Linked DNA regions of Mus musculus: region 1 is linked to region 2. The links are chromatin contacts, called in public HiChIP or PLAC-seq maps. All regions are on one chromosome and are shown on one strand. Each heading gives the region's core, a stretch centred on a gene start, on an enhancer-like site or on the middle of the called end of the contact. The rest is flanking DNA. Distances are from core to core; before and after follow the strand shown.

Region 1 (5,313 bases), core at 1,420-3,919, 510 kb after region 2:
CGTGCTCCAGGGTCTAGGTCCTTGGCAAGCTCATTCCTACACCCAGACCTTGGCAATACTAGCTCCTCTTTCTGGAATCCTCTTCCCCTCACTTAACCCTAGGTGTCCCTGTCTGGCTTTAAGTCCCCTCTTTGAAGACTCTAAATAACCTACTGTGTGGCTGGCCAGCTCTCCCTCTCCCAGCACTATCCACTCTTCATAGCCTTTGTCATCTCCCAGGAGTCCCCCTTTGTATGGTTGTCAGAGTCAATGTCTTCCACCCAGGAACTCGTGCCTGCTCTGTCCTGGGCACATAGTAGGTGGTCAGGAAATGGAAGACGATATGGTTCATGGGTGCTGCTTTGCCATCCCAGTTTCCCGATGTGTCATTCTCTAGGGACATCTGTGGGACAGCTCACAAAGGGCTTACTTTTCAGGGGGTGCTTGTTCTCCATCTAGATGGGGAGACAGGAGGATTTGCCTAGATTGAGGCTCTGAGATCTGGGCATCTGGGTCTGGGAGTTTATCCCTCTTTGCATGTCGTTTGCATGGCTCAGTTTGGAGGTTCTGCTTCCTCTTCTGGTTTCCTGGTTGGTCCTCAGATCCACAGGACTGCTCCAACACTTCCTCAGTGTCCTGGATGACCTTGCCTGACCAGCCCAGGGACAATGTCCACAGTGAGATAAGTCCCGGAGGGCAGGCAAGTGTGGCAGAGATGGTTGTGTGGTATAGATCTCTCAGGGATGCTCAATTAGGGCCTTGTGTTTCCTCCCCACAGCCTCCTGACATCTGCACCATCACCATCCCCACTTCACAGATGAGCAAACTGAGGTTTGGGGGAAGCTCAGGCATTTGCCACAAATCTTGGGACTAGCGAAAATCAGAGTCCAGTTTGGGTCTCGCTCTGGTGGAAGCCACAACCTGGCTTAATCATCATGACAAATGCCTGTCTTAGCTTCCAAAGGACCCAGAAAGCTCTCTCCAGAACCAAGACATGGGGTTTGCTCTATTGGAGACTCTCAGTTTCCTACCTGGTGTTAAAACCGCTCCTGAAGTCCGCTCCTTGTGGCCCCCTAGTTGGGCCAGCTAAGCCTCAGGAAAATGTGGAAGGGCAATGGGCAAGGGCTTTAGATAGACTGCAAAACACTCAAGGCAGAAAGGATCTGGACATCCGAGCTGAGGTGGTATGGGTTGTACAGGGTGAGGCAACGTGTGGGAAGAGACCCCCACCCTTGTCCTAGCCCTTGCAGTGGCGTTGGGGTGTCCAGCATGTGGAGGGAGATCCTGCAGCCCCACCCCTGCAGGACCAGGAGACACAGGTCTGGAAATTCACAAGAAAATCTCCCACGTGGTTTTGATTCCTCCCTGGAGGTCCCTTGCCCAGATGTCAGAGGTCTGGCCATTCTCTAGATATCCCTGGACATTTTCCTCACTCCCTACTGCCCAGTGAGTAGGCACATCCCATTTCCCGCTCCTTTCCCATCCTGGAACTCTGTTTTTCTCCACTCCATGCTTTTCTGTCCCGTGAGTGTCCTCTCCTGCCATACGGATAAACCTTCCGGAAGCTGCTCCCTCCCTGTAGACAGCCAGGAGCCTCCTTCTGCAGTGCCCAGAGCACCCAAGTGGGTTGCGAGTGCCAGTTTTATTACTGTCCTGCTGGGCTGAGGGCTCCCCTAGCCTGGTGTTCTCCAGGAAGGGAGCCCAACCAGCTGACCAATGTCTATCCATCCCCCATGCAGGCAATGACTCAGGATGCAGCCAGCAGCCACAACGTGCACAGAGGACCGCATCCAGCATGCTCTGGAGCGATGCTTGCATGGACTGAGCCTCGGACGCCGTTCTGCTCCCTGGTCAGGTAGGTCTGGGGGACTGGGAGACGTTCCAGAGCCTCAGATGAAGGTTTCATCTGGAACCTCTGGTCTTGCTTCTTGGATCTCTTCCCTAAGAACCCAGCCCCTTCTTATGCTGGTCTCAGCTCAGATGCCGCCTCTGTGGACAACTTTCTCTGTCCTTTGGAACCAGATAGATTTGGATTAAGACTCTCACTGACTACACAGCCTTGTACAATCCACTTGTCCTTGTGAGAGCCCGATGGATAATGGAAATACGAATGACTAGAAGCAGGAACCTGGGCAGAGAGACTGTGTAAGGAAGCCTAGCACCATAGTGGCACAGAGTAATGGTCAGTGAAGAACATTTTTCCTTCTCCCCCGCCCCTTCCCAGGTTTTGATAACAGCCAAGTTTACATAGTGTTGGGGCCAAGCATCATTAAATAAGAAATAAGGGAATGTCTGACTTCTGCGCCGCTGCTTTGTTATTGTTGTTGCTGTTGGGTTGGTATTTTTCCTTCTCTTTTTCTTGCAGTGCTAAATGTTGAACCTAACATCTCATGCATGTTAGACATGAATCTAGAGGCACATGCAAACACTTCCAGGAGCTTCCAGGGTTTTGAAAAGCACCCACACACCTGAGGAAGCATGGCTCCCACTCCGAGAAGACCATGTCCCCTTCCACCCCCTGCTGTGATCATTCCCTGCCCCACAGATGCAGCCCCCCGTCCCTGTGGTCACCTCTTGAATTTTTAGGGGTTTGCCCTGGATGATTTCAGGGAAGTTAGGAACCAGAAAGTCCCAGTGACAAGGAAGGGCTCAGAGCTTTTCGACGCAGTGAGTCCAGCTTCCCCTTCCTTCCTGGGCTCCTCTGCCAAGCAGTCTTAGGAAGACACATGACTGTCTCAGACACAGGGTGGAGCGCTTGTCTTGTAGCAATTTTTACCTCTGGCCCGACTTCCTTGCATCTGGTAGGAACTGGCACCCACTACAGGAAAGCTGGGCAGGGACAACTGTTGGGACCACCGCCACCCCCAGAGGTGCAGGGACAGAGTTGCAGCAGGTTCTTTGGCCTCTAAGGGATTCTAGCTTTGATCAACAACCTCAGTGGCTAAAGAGCCCCCTCAGACCCAGGGCTAAGAAATGGGTTCTTATGTCTTACGGACTTTTTTCTTTTGCTATCATCATCGTTATTGCTACTCAGTATATTTCATTATATAGCCCAGGCTGGCCTTGAACTACATAGCCTACGGTGCCCCTTAACTCATGATCCAACTGCCCCAGCTTCCCAAATGCTGGATTTCAAGACCTGTGCCACCAGGTCCGGTTTCACATGTCCTGGTGGAGCTTGGGGGCTTTTACCTGATGCCATTTCTCCAAGACTCTATTTAGAAAGAAATATTCACATATACTCTTCCATATCAGAGTTCCAGAATAAACCCTCTTCTCTACAGCTCTGCCTATAGCTAGCCAGAGAGAGTGAAACTAACCACTGATCTAACTTGCCCCCTGTCTAGCCGGGCTGTGTCTGAACTGCTGGAGCCTACAGGAGCTGGTCAGCAGGGACCCGGGCCACTTCCTCATCCTCCTGGAACAGATCCTACAAAAGACCCAAGAGGTGAGGGTGAAGCAGACACTGATGAGCACAGATAGAATTGACATTGTAAAGGCAGGACTTAGGTCAGCTCTGTGGCTCCTGTCTGCTCTGCTCCTGCATGGAATGTCCTATCCTGTCCTGTGTAAACACACAGCGGGTCCCGTGTGGACCTGAGTTCATAGCTATAGCTTAGGGTAGATGATGCTCTTAGTCAGGGTATAGACCTGAAGGAGGGAAGAGGAGGCAGCGAGGAAGCTTCACTGAGTTCCTTTCCTGAGAAGGATCCACAGCAACAGAGACAAGGAAGAGGACTCTAATTGGGAAGGGAAGCTGGGGCCTCCTCTGACAGCTCAGTGTGCGGGCTTCTATTTACATACGTAATGCTGAGTGGGGCTGAGGTTCCAGGATGGGCCAAGTTCCCAAAATGACTCAAGCTGTTTCATGGAGGCTTCTCTTTTATGTTTCTTGTCTTTCTGAGTTGTAAGTGGGATTCGTCATGTAAGTCCGTTCCTGATGGCAGCACTCGCGGCCACCATCCTGGTATGAGATTTACCTGGTGTGTTTGCTTGCTGGTCACAAGTAAACCAATTCAAAACCATGCTCCCAATTTCTCATGACCACGCTGTGACACATAAAGGATCCACTGCCTTGGAATCACGGCGCGGGGGAGGGTTGTGGAAGGTCTCAAGCATGTTGGGAGAGAGGAGAAGAGAAGGAAATGTCTGAATTGATCTACTGAGGTCAGCACAGAAGCGCTGTATGCCACCTGCCCACAAGTTACACAATGGCCGAAAGACCTTGAACTCCCTCTCATCTCCACAGGTCCAAGAGAAAGGCACCTATGACCTCCTCGCCCCGCTGGCTCTGCTCTTCTATTCCACTGTCCTCTGTGTAAGTACAGCCAGGCCAGAAGCTGAGAGATGAGAGGGGAGAGTGGGCTCTACCTGGGCCAGAGGCCTCACCTCTCTGAGGACAAACAAACTTGGGAGCCAGGACACTCGAGATGGAACGAGACCTTCTGATAGCACCCTGGGAAGCCTCTGGCTGATGTAGATGGCTGCCATGGTACCTGCTATCTCTTGGCTTCTATGGAGGAACCGTGTCATAGCGCGGTCATGAGAAGTTACACTGGGAGACTTTTGTGTCCAGCGCATCTTTCACCCGAGGGGTCAGCCTTATCTGATGGGGTTATCCCTGGCGTTCACCAGTCTGCTGAACCAAATGACGGCTGCCGTACTGAACTCAGTCCACCCAAAGAATAAAAATATTTGCCTCTCATGAGAATATTTACATACGAATCGTGTTTGCACAGAACATAGTTCCTCAAAGGGAGTAGAAACCATGGCACCATTTACCACGACCTCCGAGCTGACAGCTTTTCAGAGAGACTTCCTCTCTGAAAAGTGTTGGAAAAACTGTGGTCTGTGGGCTGAGTGTGTGGCTCAGTGGGGAGAGCACTTACCTAGCAAGCATGAGGCCCCAGGTTTGATCCTCGGCACTGCATGAAATCAGCACTTAAGAGGTGGTGACAAGCTCAAGGCCAGCCTGGGCTACTTAAGACCCTATTTGATGAGAACAAGGTCCATTGCCACAGAGAAGCTCTGGATAGCATCTTGTCTGTCCATAGTTCAGTTTTCCCTGATCTTGTCCTGGGGTGTAACTGCTCCCTGGAAGTGCGCGTCCTTTGTGAGATATTCCAGAGAGGGAGCAGAAACTGCCTCGGGATACAAATGAACTCTTCCTCACCTATTCACCTTTTTCTCTTTTCTTTTTTCAAGACAGGGTTTCTATACTATACATATATCATATATACATATATCCTGGAACTCACTCTGTAGACCAGGCTGGCCTCGAACTCACAGAGATCCACTTGCCTCCGCCTCTTGAGTGCTGGGATTAAAGGAATG
Region 2 (5,110 bases), core at 2,403-4,902:
GGCTGCCAAGCCTATTGGGGCTAAAGAGTGGAATGTGGTCCTTTGGATGGGAATAGCCTGCACAGGCTCGTAAGTTTGACTGCTTGGTCCCTAGTTAGTGGGACAGTGTGAGAACATTTAGGAGGTTGGCCTTGTTGAAGATGTGTCACTACAGGTTGGTAGTGAGGTTCAAAAGCCCACACCAGGAACAGCCTCTTCTCTCTCTCTCTCTCTCTCTCTCTCTCTCTCTCTCTCTCTCTCTCTCTCACTACTGCCTGTGGATAAGATACACATTTTCAGCTTCAGGGCTCACCCTCTGACACTGTAAGCAAGTCCCCAGTTAAATGCATTCTTATATAAGTTGCCTTGTTCACGGTATCTCTTCACAGCAATAGAAAAGTGTCTTAGACAGGTGTGCATGTCTTTAGTTATAGTTAAGATTCTTAGCTGCAAACAAAAAGAGTCAACTCTGGCTCAATATAGCAGACAAATAAGTTCAAGAAAGGAACACAGCATTGATAGGAAGTGTAGAAAATCTACTTGAAAAGTGGGCAGTGGTAATGAGAAAGCCAGGCCACGTGACACAGGACCCAGGCTTCCATGATCCTGATGCCTGGGAGACTCACAGTGCAACAGTGCTTCACTCCCTCAAGAGGAGAAGTGGTATGTGTGTGCACGTGTGCATGTGTGTGTGTGTGTGTGTGTGTGTTGTGTAGGCCTGAGGATAATGTTGGATTTTTTTTCTATGGCCCTTCACCTTATATTTTGAGATAAGGCCTCTCAGACATAATGGTTGGTTAGGCTGATTCTGGGGTTCTGCCTGTCTCCTTCCCAGGCCCTCCAGTCCTGGGGTTACATGCCACCATGCCCAGCTTTTCACATGACTGCCGAAGACCCAAACTCAGGGTCTTCATGGTGGCACCATAACCACTTTATTGATGAAGCCAACACTCTTTCCTAAAGGTGGTGTAATTGATTCTTCTAGAAATTGCAGATGAAAAATGCCTTATTTTCAGGCTGGTGAGGTGGCTCAGCAGTTAAGAGCGCTGACTGCTCTTCCAAAGGTCCTAAATTCAGTTCCCAGCAACCACATGGTGGCTCACCCGTACTGAGATCTGATGCCCTCTTCTGGTTCATCTGAAGATAGCTACAGTGTACTTACATATAATAATAATAATAAATAAATAATAAATAAAAAATAAATAAGTCTTTTAAAAAAAGAAAATGCCTTACTTTTATCTTCTTATGTTTATATATATATATATATATATAAATATGTATATATATATATATATGGCCTTTGCTTATTTGAGAAATAAAAAGTGATGTCACTGTTTTAATAACACTTTTAGGCTTTTAACGGATAGACATTTATATTTATGATTACTAACATTGTTATTATTGCCATTATGTTTTTCAGGAGCTTAGCTCTTTCTACAGAGCCAGAAAAACAAACCATATGGTTTATTTTAGACTCTGAGCCATACGGCCGGTGTTGCAGTCAGTCATCTCTGCTAGTGTAGTGTGAAAATAGCCATAGACTGCACCAATACAAAGGACATGGCTGAATTCCAATGGAACTTTATTTACAAAACACACAGTGGGACCAATCTGGCCTGCAGATCCCTGACCGATCTGTTGTTGTTGCTTTTTTAACTTATAAGAGCTCTAGATATAATGGAAAAATCGGTTGAATGTGACCAGACTCTCAATAGCAACAGCCTGATGTTTCCATATCTGACACAATTATATTCTGTTTGTTTACTTGATAAGCTCACATCAGAGTACAATACCTGGTACAGTTACATATATGCATCACCGTTTTCAAATTCAAGTTTAATAACACAACTGTTACTATGAGTTCTAATTTTGCATTCAACTTCTCAACTTTTTTTTTTTTTTTTTTTTTTTTTTTTTTTTTTTTTTTTTGCTTTGGCCATCCTAGAACTCAGTACTCAGTATGTAGATTAGGTTGGCCTAGCATATGATTAATTTCATGTGAACTCTAAACTCTGACCTCAAAGTCTAGTCCCCGCCCCCGCCTCCTCCCCCTTCCTGGATCTTCACTCTCCATTTCTCAGCCCCCCCCCTTTTCTGGCCATTTGCAATGATCTGCACCCCAATCCTTAGCCTCTGGTTAAAGACTATTTAAATTCAAAAAGAGTCTTTTCACAATAAAAAAAATCAGTCTTTTCTTGGCTTCTTTCAATAAATAACTTTTTCCCACGGGCTCGGGAGAAGTCTAGGCAAGAGTGTACACAACTCTTGCAGAGGACCTGACCTCACTTCCTAGGACATACCACCTGTAACTTCACTGCCACCAGATCTGGCGCCCTCTCCTGGTCTTCACGAGCACCTGCACTTACATGTCCATTCCTCCACCCCATACACATAATTAAAAATAAAACAAGGAGCCCGAGAGTTGGCTCAGCAGTTAAGAACCCTGGCTTCTTTCCCAATGGACCCAGCTTTCATTCCTAGCACTCACATGGGACTCACGTCTGTCTGTAACTCTAGTCCTGGGGGATCTGATGCTCTTTTCCGGCCTCCTTGGGCACTGGTTCACAGATATGCGCTCTGAGCAAAACACCCACGCAGGTTTTTTTGTTTGTTTGTTTTTTTTTTTAAGCAACCCTTTTCCCAAACTTTGATACACTTTAAGATTCTTTCCTTACTGTGTTAGCAAAAATTCAGTTACAGGCTAGAGAGATGCCTCCGTGGTTAAGAGCATGGGCTGTTCCTCCGAAGGACCAGGGTTCAATCTCAGCATCCATATGGCAGGGCAAAATACTAATGCACATAAAGTAAATTACTTAAAAAAAAATCAATCACAGATCTTGTGTGTCTTTGCACTGACCGGCTCACCAGAATATTTTTTTGCAGTTCTCCAGGGATCACTTCTTATCGGTAATATTTGTCCATCTCTACAGACAGTGTTGGCTCAGATACAGAAAACGCTGGCTTTCAATTAAAGCAGCACAGAGCAACGAAGACTCAAGAGTTAATGCCAGGAGCGCTTAAACCTTTATTTACTCTGTAATCGTTCCGCACCGCATCCTTTCAACGGTAAAGCTTTCAGGCACTACATTCGTTTTAAAAAATCAATTTTCCCCCTAAAATTTAACTCCTTGCCTTTTCGCTACACGCCAAACACGACCCCCAATCACAGCATTTCTCTCTCAATATTTACCACGACAGTCACAAATAAAGTGTGAGCACCACAAGAAGGCCCCTCCAGAATTAAAAAGGTTTCTCCCTTAATGTCCTACTTCCCTTCTATCCTGGTCTTAAACCTTTGAGTTCTTACTTTGGGAAAGACCCTTATTCATACTCCTACCGAGTTAGGCTCATTTGGTCTCTGGAGGAGCTTTATCTGAGCTCTTACACCCATGCCAGTTCCTGAGGCTCAGGAATGAGGCCCAGATCTGCCACCATCCTGGGGCGGGTGGTGCCTGGCCACACTCTTGCCGCTATTCCCACTGCCTCTCAGGCGCTACCAGGTCAGCGTCTCACTGTCCCTGAGGCATCAAATCATGGTTGCTCAAGGTCTCACCATTGAAGCCGATCACAGCCTGAAGCTCCAGTTCTGCTACATCCAGCTCGGGTAAAACTTGTTCTTCCATCCTGGAGAGTTTCAGCTCATTGATTCTTCAACTCCAGGGTGCAGCGTCTCCTGGTCGTCATGGTAACTGGCGCACGCATGCGTGCTAGGTTCATGCAGGAGCAGAAACCCAGCCCACTGTGTTTGAGTTGATTTCCCCTCTTGCAAATGTTGGGAGGACTTCCTTAGTATGTATTTTATCCATTCTGGAAATGTAGGTGGTAGGTTGACGCTAAGTGCACAAGGTAAATTTCCTCCTCTCCCGTGTACAGGTCTGTGACTTTTTAAAAACTATACAATTAAGCCCCTCGTGATGATTATTAAAAATAATTGAACACAGAATAATTGAGCACAGAGAATTGCCTATGATGAATAGGTTGCTATAAAAAACATGGCATTGATACTTCTTTTTAAAAGAAAAATTTAAAAAAATCACTAAAAACGTTTTAGTACAGTATGCAACTATTTTTATGTATGTATGTATGTATGTATGTATTCATGCATGTATGGTACATATGTTGCCTGTATGTATATTTCCTGCCTCAGCCATCCAAGTGCTGGAATTCCAGGCTTGAGTTATCACACCCAGCTTGTCTTGCTGTTTTGAATTAAGAAGAAAAATACAGAGAGCCGGGGTTGACGCGTTTCCATTCCCTGGGAAAATGTTTTGATTCTGCTCAACAATTTAACTATTTTTCTTGCGTCCAGCAATTCATGTGAATTAACAAAAATAGATTCTTGCTACCCACTCCCTTAGGGGTGCGCTCTGGGTAGCGGGGACGTCGTTCTGAGGTCAATTAAAACAGGTTTCACTTTGCAAACTCTGGGCTCGGGTCGCGCACTCTCCGAACTGCGGGGAATGAGCCGCACGGGCCGCCGTAGTCAGCTGCTACGAGCAGGAAGTGTCCCAGCTGCGGGCGGAGACTGCACCATGGCCCCGGACCCCTGGTGAGTTGCCGGTGATGGCAGCAGAGTATGGGGATTAACTTGGGGGTGGAACTGGCTTCCAGGGACTGGCAGAGACCCTGCCCATCTTTGAGCTTGAGGCTGGCGGCCTTAGGGATGAAGATCAGCGAGAATCCTCCCCCTGTTGAGGGGACTCAGCCACGTACTGCCTACTCGGTGCTAACTCTGTGGTCCTAGGGTAGGCTATGACCTGGGGGAGCTGGGACTTGAGCAATCGAATATTTGCCCCCCTTTTCTGGGGCTTCTTGCCCATCATGCTTGTGGCTGACTGCATGCATAGACTTCCCCAGGCTCCTGTAAAAGTGAGGTCAAAATAACCTTTTGGTGGGGTATCCCTTCACCCAGTAATCCCCAGAAAGGTTATAAACTGAAGTTCACACTCCATGGTCACCAGTTAGTAGCTAGTTGGGCACGGGTGCTATGGGCTTTTCACAGAAAACTTGTAGGACATTGGGAGGGGAAATTTTGCACTTTTCCTGCATCAGTAGCATGAAGACTTATGTCAGCACGAAGTAGGAAGTGCCTGATAAGGTCCATTTATTCAGCAAAGAGACCCCAAGGAGA

Evidence for each region. HiChIP or PLAC-seq counts read pairs in DNA pulled down with a chosen protein or histone mark.
Region 1: a contact with region 2 is called in an H3K27ac HiChIP or PLAC-seq map of microglia, with 5 times the contacts expected there. The contact joins the enhancer-like site here to the promoter of Cfap52 in region 2. A contact is called at or near these places in 15 of 39 promoter capture datasets (the 3T3-L1 cell line, 3T3-L1-derived adipocytes, the C10 cell line and 8 more), 4 of 484 Hi-C or Micro-C datasets (the HPC-7 cell line, cortical neurons and double positive thymocytes), 4 of 115 datasets of contacts at active chromatin or transcription factors (astrocytes, bone marrow-derived dendritic cells, embryonic stem cells and 1 more) and 1 of 9 other capture datasets (embryonic stem cells).

The regions. Positions count from the first base shown.
Region 1 is chr11:68,472,077-68,477,389 of GRCm38.p6, forward strand. It overlaps Pik3r5 (phosphoinositide-3-kinase regulatory subunit 5), which reads left to right. Exons shown (of 19, transcript NM_177320.2): 2 at 1,719-1,834; 3 at 3,327-3,427; 4 at 4,229-4,297. The coding sequence starts at 1,732. Among named protein-coding and RNA genes, the nearest start is that of Pik3r6, 28 kb to the right of the region's middle. Within about 2 kb of position 2,670, at least 19 of the 459 cell types and tissues checked have an H3K27ac peak or open chromatin away from gene starts, as enhancers often do. A contact at or near this core is called in microglia, where this site is marked.
Region 2 is chr11:67,961,990-67,967,099 of GRCm38.p6, forward strand. It overlaps Cfap52 (cilia and flagella associated protein 52), which reads right to left and starts at 3,653. Exons shown (of 14, transcript NM_027963.2): 1 at 3,533-3,653. The coding sequence starts at 3,602. Stx8 (syntaxin 8) reads left to right here and starts at 4,469. Exons shown (of 8, transcript NM_018768.3): 1 at 4,469-4,528. The coding sequence starts at 4,512.